2 separate regions of the Cyprinus carpio genome follow, and region 1 is linked to region 2. A link is a contact called in public Hi-C data. All regions are on one chromosome and are shown on one strand. Each heading gives the region's core, a stretch centred on a gene start, on an enhancer-like site or on the middle of the called end of the contact. The rest is flanking DNA. Distances are from core to core; before and after follow the strand shown. Region 1 holds the start of LOC109094963 (ski oncogene-like). Region 2 overlaps LOC109094963 (ski oncogene-like).

What was found. A called contact is a pair of places that touch in the nucleus more often than the background predicts.
Region 1: a contact with region 2 is called in a Hi-C map of skeletal muscle, with 2.1 times the contacts expected there. The contact joins the promoter of LOC109094963 here to the enhancer-like site in region 2. A contact is called at or near these places in 2 of 8 Hi-C or Micro-C datasets (both in skeletal muscle).

What each region holds. Positions count from the first base shown.
Region 1 is chrA8:8,864,508-8,868,229 of ASM1834038v1, reverse strand. LOC109094963 (ski oncogene-like) reads left to right here and starts at 1,499. Exons shown (of 7, transcript XM_042761959.1): 1 at 1,499-2,843. The coding sequence starts at 1,932.
Region 2 is chrA8:8,826,895-8,830,649 of ASM1834038v1, reverse strand. All of the region lies in intron 1 of LOC109094963 (ski oncogene-like), which reads left to right. Among protein-coding and RNA genes, the nearest start is that of LOC109094963, 38 kb to the left of the region's middle. Within about 2 kb of position 2,064, at least 1 of the 8 cell types and tissues checked has an H3K27ac peak or open chromatin away from gene starts, as enhancers often do. A contact at or near this core is called in skeletal muscle, where this site is marked.

The DNA.
Region 1 (3,722 bases), core at 250-2,749, 38 kb before region 2:
AGTGAAAATCGTTTCAGTGTATCTGAATATCTGAAGTGAATGCAGATAAAGCTTCATTTATTCACATTATACAGTTTTATTGAATCTTGTTTTCATAGCAGGACATGTGAGAATATTTTTTTCTGTAGCACCAATATATATATATATATATATATATATATATATATATATATATATATTTTTTTTTTTTTTTTTTTTACAAATTGATTGGTTGAATTTGGTGAATTGATGCAATGCATCAAGGCCATTTGTCCCATTGTGATCTACCTGCAGTAACATCCCCTTGGAGCTAGAGGGAGCTACTGCAACAGATTACATTGACCTCATGCTTGCCGTTGGACTCAATCTAAAAAGAATTATTAATAAATCATTGGCATATGTACAGCACTGTAGTGTGACAGGAAATGTGAATAAAATATGGCCCATTACCATCTACAGACATAACATTCATAGATATACATACATTAAAATAAGAGGTAAATATATAGGTCACAGTACTATTCACAGAAAGTGAGTGGATAAATATTTTTGGATGTCTGTGTGAAATAAACCCAAGATGTTGTAATAGTGGCACTGAATATTGTTTTATATAATTATCATCCATTTACTATAAAAACATGATAATTTTGAGGAGAATGATGATGTGATGAGTAATATTATTATTGCTTGATGTGCTTGACCCAGTTGTTTGATATTAGTGACAAAACATTACAGTTAGTTTGTCATATCATACAAATATTGTGAAACAACATATTTGTGTTTATTAGTCATGTAGTAGCAGTATTCTCCCAGTTCAATCTAAAAGTCTCAGGAAAACCAAATCTTACAAACTCAGACCGCAGTCAGTCTAAATTAGAGTGTCTGTTTCAGACTCCACCCATCAACCCACTGATTCTGCCTGCCTGCATACAACCTGCCTGCAAAATGCTCTTATTTCCTCCCCCTGTGACTTTCATTTAAAATGTTCACTGCACAAATGTACAGTTTTACTTTTTAAGCTTAATTGCATATATATATATATATATATATATATATATATATATATATATATATATATATATATATACATACATACTATGTATTATTCAATATTATTACCTTGCCTATTTATTTTTTGTGTTGTCTTTTTTAACATTTTAAGACAGTATTGTAAATGATGGCATTCATGCCTGTAAAGCTGTCATTTAAATAAATAAAATTTTATAAATCAGTTAATAAATTAAATAGAATAATGTGATAACTTTTTATGAATGGAGTAAAGTTTGCAAATAAGACATTAATAAACAAAAAGTAAAAAAAAAAATCAAGTAAATATAAATAGTGATATTTTAAATACAGTGATTGTTTCTGCAGCAGTGGGGAGTGAAGGCTGTTTCTTGGAAGAGCCACAGCCTGCGGAGTCAGTCACATTCTTGGCTGGGATTCAATGACTGAGCCAGACACACACAAACACTGAGCGAGCGAGAGCGAGAGAGAGAGAGAGAGAGAGAGAGGCTGTGCTCACTGACTCAGTCATACTGAACTGCAGGGGCAGAGGAGCGGAGGAGACGCGCCGTCCGGCTGCAGCGATCTCTACTCGCAGGGGAAAATACGGATTTAAAGTTGGCTGGTTGTGTATTTGACTCCTGAATTTGACGTGGGACAAGTTCGGCTCCCCCGTGGGATAGTTTTGTTGCATCTTGCGGGCTTTTGCTTTTGTTACACTTCAGTTTTCTGTACGCGTCTGTCTGTGGATATGGACTGGAGAGAGCCCGCTGCAGGGGAAGAAGACACGCTGGTGGAAACCTTCGTCTGAGTGGGGATTTGATGAAGCCCTATCGGCCTTCTTGTACTTGTTTTCACAGACTTGGATTTAGAGACGCGGAACCAGGACCTTTGAGTCGTATTTCTCGCCAGACGCTCGGTTTCAACGACAACGCGGTGCTCGAAACATGGAAACAGTAGCGCGACAGAGTTTCCAGCCTCACCCGGGACTGCAACAAACTCTCAAACAGTTTCACCTGAGCTCCATGAGCTCTCTCGGAGGACCGGCCGCTTTCTCGGCCAGATGGCAACACGACCTGCTCTTCAAGAAGGACGGCAAAGACGTCCCGGAGCCTGTGCTGCACCTCCCCCCCATGCAGCCTCCTCCGGTGATGCCCGGGCCGCTCTTCATCCCGTCCGACCGCTCCACCGAGAGGTGCGAGACGGTCCTGGAGGGCGAGACGATCTCGTGCTTCGTGGTGGGCGGTGAGAAGCGCCTGTGCCTGCCGCAGATCCTTAACACGGTGCTGCGGGATTTCTCGCTCCAGCAGATCAACTCGGTGTGCGACGACCTACACATCTACTGCTCGCGCTGCACCGCCGACCAGCTGGAGATCCTGAAGGTGATGGGCATCCTGCCGTTCTCCGCGCCCTCCTGCGGACTCATCACCAAGACAGACGCGGAGCGCCTGTGCAACGCGCTCATCTACGGGGGAACGTACCCGCCGCACTCCAAGAAGGAGCTGTACGGCTCCATCGAGCTGGAACTCACCGAGAAGAGCTTCAAGATCTATCACGAGTGCTTCGGGAAGTGTAAGGGTCTGCTGGTCCCGGAGCTCTACACGAGTCCCAACGCGCCCTGCATCCAGTGCATGGACTGCAGACTTATGTACCCGACCCAGAAATTCGTGGTTCACAGTCACAAATCGCTGGAGAACAGGACTTGCCATTGGGGCTTTGACTCGGCCAACTGGAGGGCATATGTCCTCCTGAGCCCGGATTACACGGGGAAAGAGGAGAAAGCGCGTCTGGAGCAGCTCCTGGATGACATGAAGGAGAAATTTGACTTCGCCAATAAATACAAGCGGAAAGCATCACGGGTGAGCTAGTTTTTTATATTGCGCTGCACCAGGATGAACGGTTTAAGTTTTGTTCTAGTGTACGGCAAGTGTCAGATGTCCATAACAAGCCGTTTATTCTTTTTAAACTAACTAGTTTCTGTGTTACTAGTTGCTGCCTAGTATAGCCAATAACCTTGCCAATAACCATGTTTTTTTCAATTTCATTAATAACTTTTAATCACAAACATATTCTGTAGTAATTATAGATTTGTCCCAAGTATCAAGTAATTCACTGCAAACTAGCACTTCTCGGCAGTGGCAAACAATTTAGCATCTTTGCTTCAGATACCAACTTATGTTTTCCCATTATACTGGCACCAATTTCAGATTTACTAACTATTCATGGTGTATTCATATAAATTTTGGCTTTCTAGAAATAGTTAAGCTATCTGTGACTGTTTTCATAGAATTAATTGTATCATACTCATTTATTATACACTAGTGTGTTGTAGACATTCTGACTAATTGCATCTTGCAAGGGGAAAAAAAGCAATTGAAACTAGTGATGTAAGGAACTAGTGAAATTGAAAATATTCTATTCACTTTTGGATTACTGTAAGTAATCCAAATATAAGTATCAGAAGCATAAAAATAGAAATTGTTAAAATGGCTTGCCATAGTTGTCTTCAGATGAATGCTTGGAGATAGGCCAAGGGTGTCAGTTCTTTGGTGACACAAACTTCAGACTCAACAGTAAGTAGTTATTTGGCAGACGTACAGTGTACGTCTTATAGAGACAGTCCCCTTGGCACAACCTGAGGTTAAGTGCTCTGGGGCACTGTGGCGATGTCCATGAATCACCTCTGCTGGTATTGAAGCAGCAGTCTTAAAGTTGGCAGACGAGATGTTTAAACCGCT
Region 2 (3,755 bases), core at 815-3,314:
ACCATCTCTTTTTTTGGTGTGCAAAACACACGACTTCATTGGTGAGGCAAGATACAGGCGATGAGAACAGCAGGAAACATGCCCCTCTCCCCTGCTCGGAGACCGTGACACCGTCCCACTCAGAGGAAGGGAGAAAGTGAGGGCGTCCGAGAGTGGAAGAGACGGGGGAACTTTAGGGAAGGCATGTCAGTGGAAAATCCTTGGTCTTGCCAACTCAACAATGTTGGTACATCCTACTGCTCATCCACACACACCCAAAAAGTGTTTATTCAGGGACTCCCCTTCCTAACTTCCCCTTCTCTCACTCTTTCTCTTCTCTGAGAAGCAGCTGCCTTCTTCCGCTATTTTCTCACTCAGGATTTTACTGAGCACAAACTGCATCACATGCTGACTGGGGAAATATAAAAGCGGAAGCCTCAGCAGCCAAGCCAAGGAACACACTCTTGAGTCAATGTGGAAAATTATGCGAAGCTTCTATCACCCCATCCCCCCCCCCCCCCCCCCCCGCGCCTAAATGCTTTCCTTATGCATGATTGTGAATGTCATTTTATATTGCAGTAAGCCTTTCTGTCATTGAAAAGTTGTGATTGTGATGCTTTGAGAAGCACTTCTGAATCAGAACGAGTGGCTACATTAATGATAATGCCTTGTCTATCATTTCCATACATTTCCTGTTGAAAGAAAGAAATGGAAAAGAATTAGGAAATGAACTAAATATGTTCCTCTCTCTTCTGTATCTATAAACGCGTAACATCACCACAGACAAAACTAGATGGCACGGAGCATGATTTGTGGCAGGAAAAGTAACACCATTTACAAAATCTTGTTTTGTAATGTAGCTATAGACTTGGATCAGTAATAGGACGGTTAGAAATCTCACACACACGCTTGCAAAGCTCTTAGCATGCGGAAGTTAATATGAAGCCAGTGTGAGTCAATTGGCTGTATTGGTATTTTTAAGCGTCTTAACGGTGTGTGACCTTTCACCTTGTCTATGGATTTAACTTGGCCACAAACACTAGTCGACACATTCTGTTAAGGATGGATAAATTGACTCTACCTTGACTGCATGCAGACTTATGCATATAGGCAAAACTTCAAAATGCATCTGTCAAATCCAGAAAGAACAATGTGTTTCTCTGGGAAAGCCTTTGGAAACGTAGCGCCTCTTGACATCCGTCATCTTTTCCATCTATGGGCTAAACGCTTATGTAACCAAGACAAATATCCATTTTGGAGGTTTTTTTGTCATTAATGTGGGTTTGAAACAGAAAGGCCAGTTTTCTGGTTGAATGCATGCTTAAAATTGTGTTAGCATTCAGGAAGGTTAACTGCACTGTTCGAACTGAATTTACACCCTCGCGTGGCGTAAATGATTTAATCTTTTATATCCCTTATATTTCTCGCGCACGCTCTCATTTCATCCGCAACCTCATCATACAAATATTAACGATCCCCAGGAGTTTGGGAATGACGTCTGTGTTCGGAACTGCATCCTTCAGAGCTGGCTGAGCTGAACGAGAGTGAAAAACAGAGAGTGGGGGGAGAGAGAGAGAGAGAGAGAGAGTGCACGGAATAACAGGACTGGATGATAGATTTGATTTGGTTCTGTTTGTAGAGCTGGAGTTTGGCTTAGGCAGACTGTTATGTCGGTTTCCATGGAGAAAAACATTTACTCTGCCAGACACTGAAGAGTACAAGAAGGAAACCGAGAGAGAAGGGGAGCGAAAGAAAACGCAAGTCGGAAAAAAAGACGAAAGCCTATCCAAGAATTTCTAGGGTGTGGAGACGGACAGCGTATCTCGCAGTACTGAATGTTGAATAATGTACAGACGCATGGTCTCGCGCAGATTCTTTTTTTCATGACGCCCCCAAAATATTCTAATATAAAATGATAATGAAACAAGATAAAAGGATAGGAAAGCTTCTATTCCTCCTCTCCTCTTCTCTTCTGCTCCTCTCTTATGATGCATATGCTCTGCTTATGACACACTATCTGTCTCTTTTATAAGCTGAGTTACAACTCGCTCCTGTCTGTCTTCATGAATGAGGGATGAGAACCATTAGCAGAGGGAGAAAGAGAGAGAAAAGAAGAGATAAAGCTCTGAGAGGGATGATTGATGCTTTGAGTTTTATTCGACAGATTGAACTGAGGCAAAGGTCAACTTTTAAAGAGAGCAAGGCTCTAGAACCCAAGGCACTTTCATAATTACTGTGTGTTTTAGTATCTGTGTGTGTGTGTGTGTGTGTGTGAGAGAGAGAGAGAGAGAGAGAGAGAGAGAGAGAGAGAGAGAGAGAGAGAGAGAGAGAGAGAGAGAGAGAGAGAGAGAGAGAGAGGAGAGAGAGAGAGAGAGGAGAGAGAGAGAGAGAGAGAGAGAGAGAGAGAGTGAGTCACTCGTCTCCTAGAGTAGGAAATTAGGTTTAGTATAGGTTTTTTAATTTAAGGGGGATCTGGGAAGGTGGATGTGAAGATTTGGGTACATGTTTCGATGGAAGAGCTTTGTGATATGTCAAATATTCATGCTATATACGGTTCCCTTGCAATCTAAAATCAAGCAGTATTTTGGATATTTTAATGCATATTTATTACGCATTCTTAAAAACTGTTCGAATAACAGTTGAGTTCAAAAGGGTTGGAAATAGATGTTTTAATAGTGTCTCTGATTTTAGGGACTCCGGGGAACATTTTAGTGGTGGTGCAAATTAATTGTTGAATCTGAGTTCTGAATCAATCCATTAAAAAAGACAGTTTGAATGGATTCGTTTCCATAAATCAATTCAAATTGTTTAGTGAATTGATTCGTAACTCAGATTACAGCAGTGAGTCAGGGAATACGAATCACTGAAATGAATCAATTCAAATCATCCATTTTAGTTAATAATTTTGGAACTTTGAGAAATAGTGCATGGTATTTTCTCATGTATTAAACTGTTAGAGAACATATGTAGGTAAATATTACAGTTTATTACAATTATATTAAAAAATTACAAATTGCATATAGGTTTTTAGGACTGAAAGTGTTTGTTTTGTGAAAATCATTTTCAGAGCAATGAATATCAATATACAATTATTATTTTATATTTTTTTATGCAGGGTGGCTGCGGATTAGTGATTTAGTAAGGGTGTCTTTTTTCTTTCTCAGTCACAGTCTAAGCTTTCGTTCTGCCTCACTGAAGACTTTCGAAAGGCAGATTTACATTAAACAAATACGCAGACACGCAGATGTACAGTTGGACACACCTCGCTACTTCAGAGAGAGACTGAGAAAGAAAGGCCTGTCTGTTTTTTCTGCTCTGGGTTGTGAATGAGGGAAAGGAATTTCCAGCTTCGTGTCTGTACGTGCACGTCCGCTATCAGATTATCGTCTCAGGGTTCAGGTGTGCTCACGTATGCAGCGGCCCTGCTTAGGACTTGAGCAATGCCAACACGGTCATGCCCACCTTTAGAAGCAGGTGCACACAAACAAACACACACACACAAATCAGACATGCTCACACACATTTATGAGGCTGGCACTCCCTTTTACTGCCCTGCTGGAGCACACAGGATACATGCTCTTTGCTTGGCGCTGTGTTGGCCATTCCTATAGGAATGTCAGTGGCACGGTAGAGCTGGCAAGATTTTGTTTGCTCGGATGCATTGGAGAATCGCTCTCATCTGGACCCTTATGTTTTGGTCAGTGGATTAAGATCACATCTGGGATAACATAGCCAATTTTAGGCTTTGCTTGGAAGTTTTGTCTAGTGCATGTTTG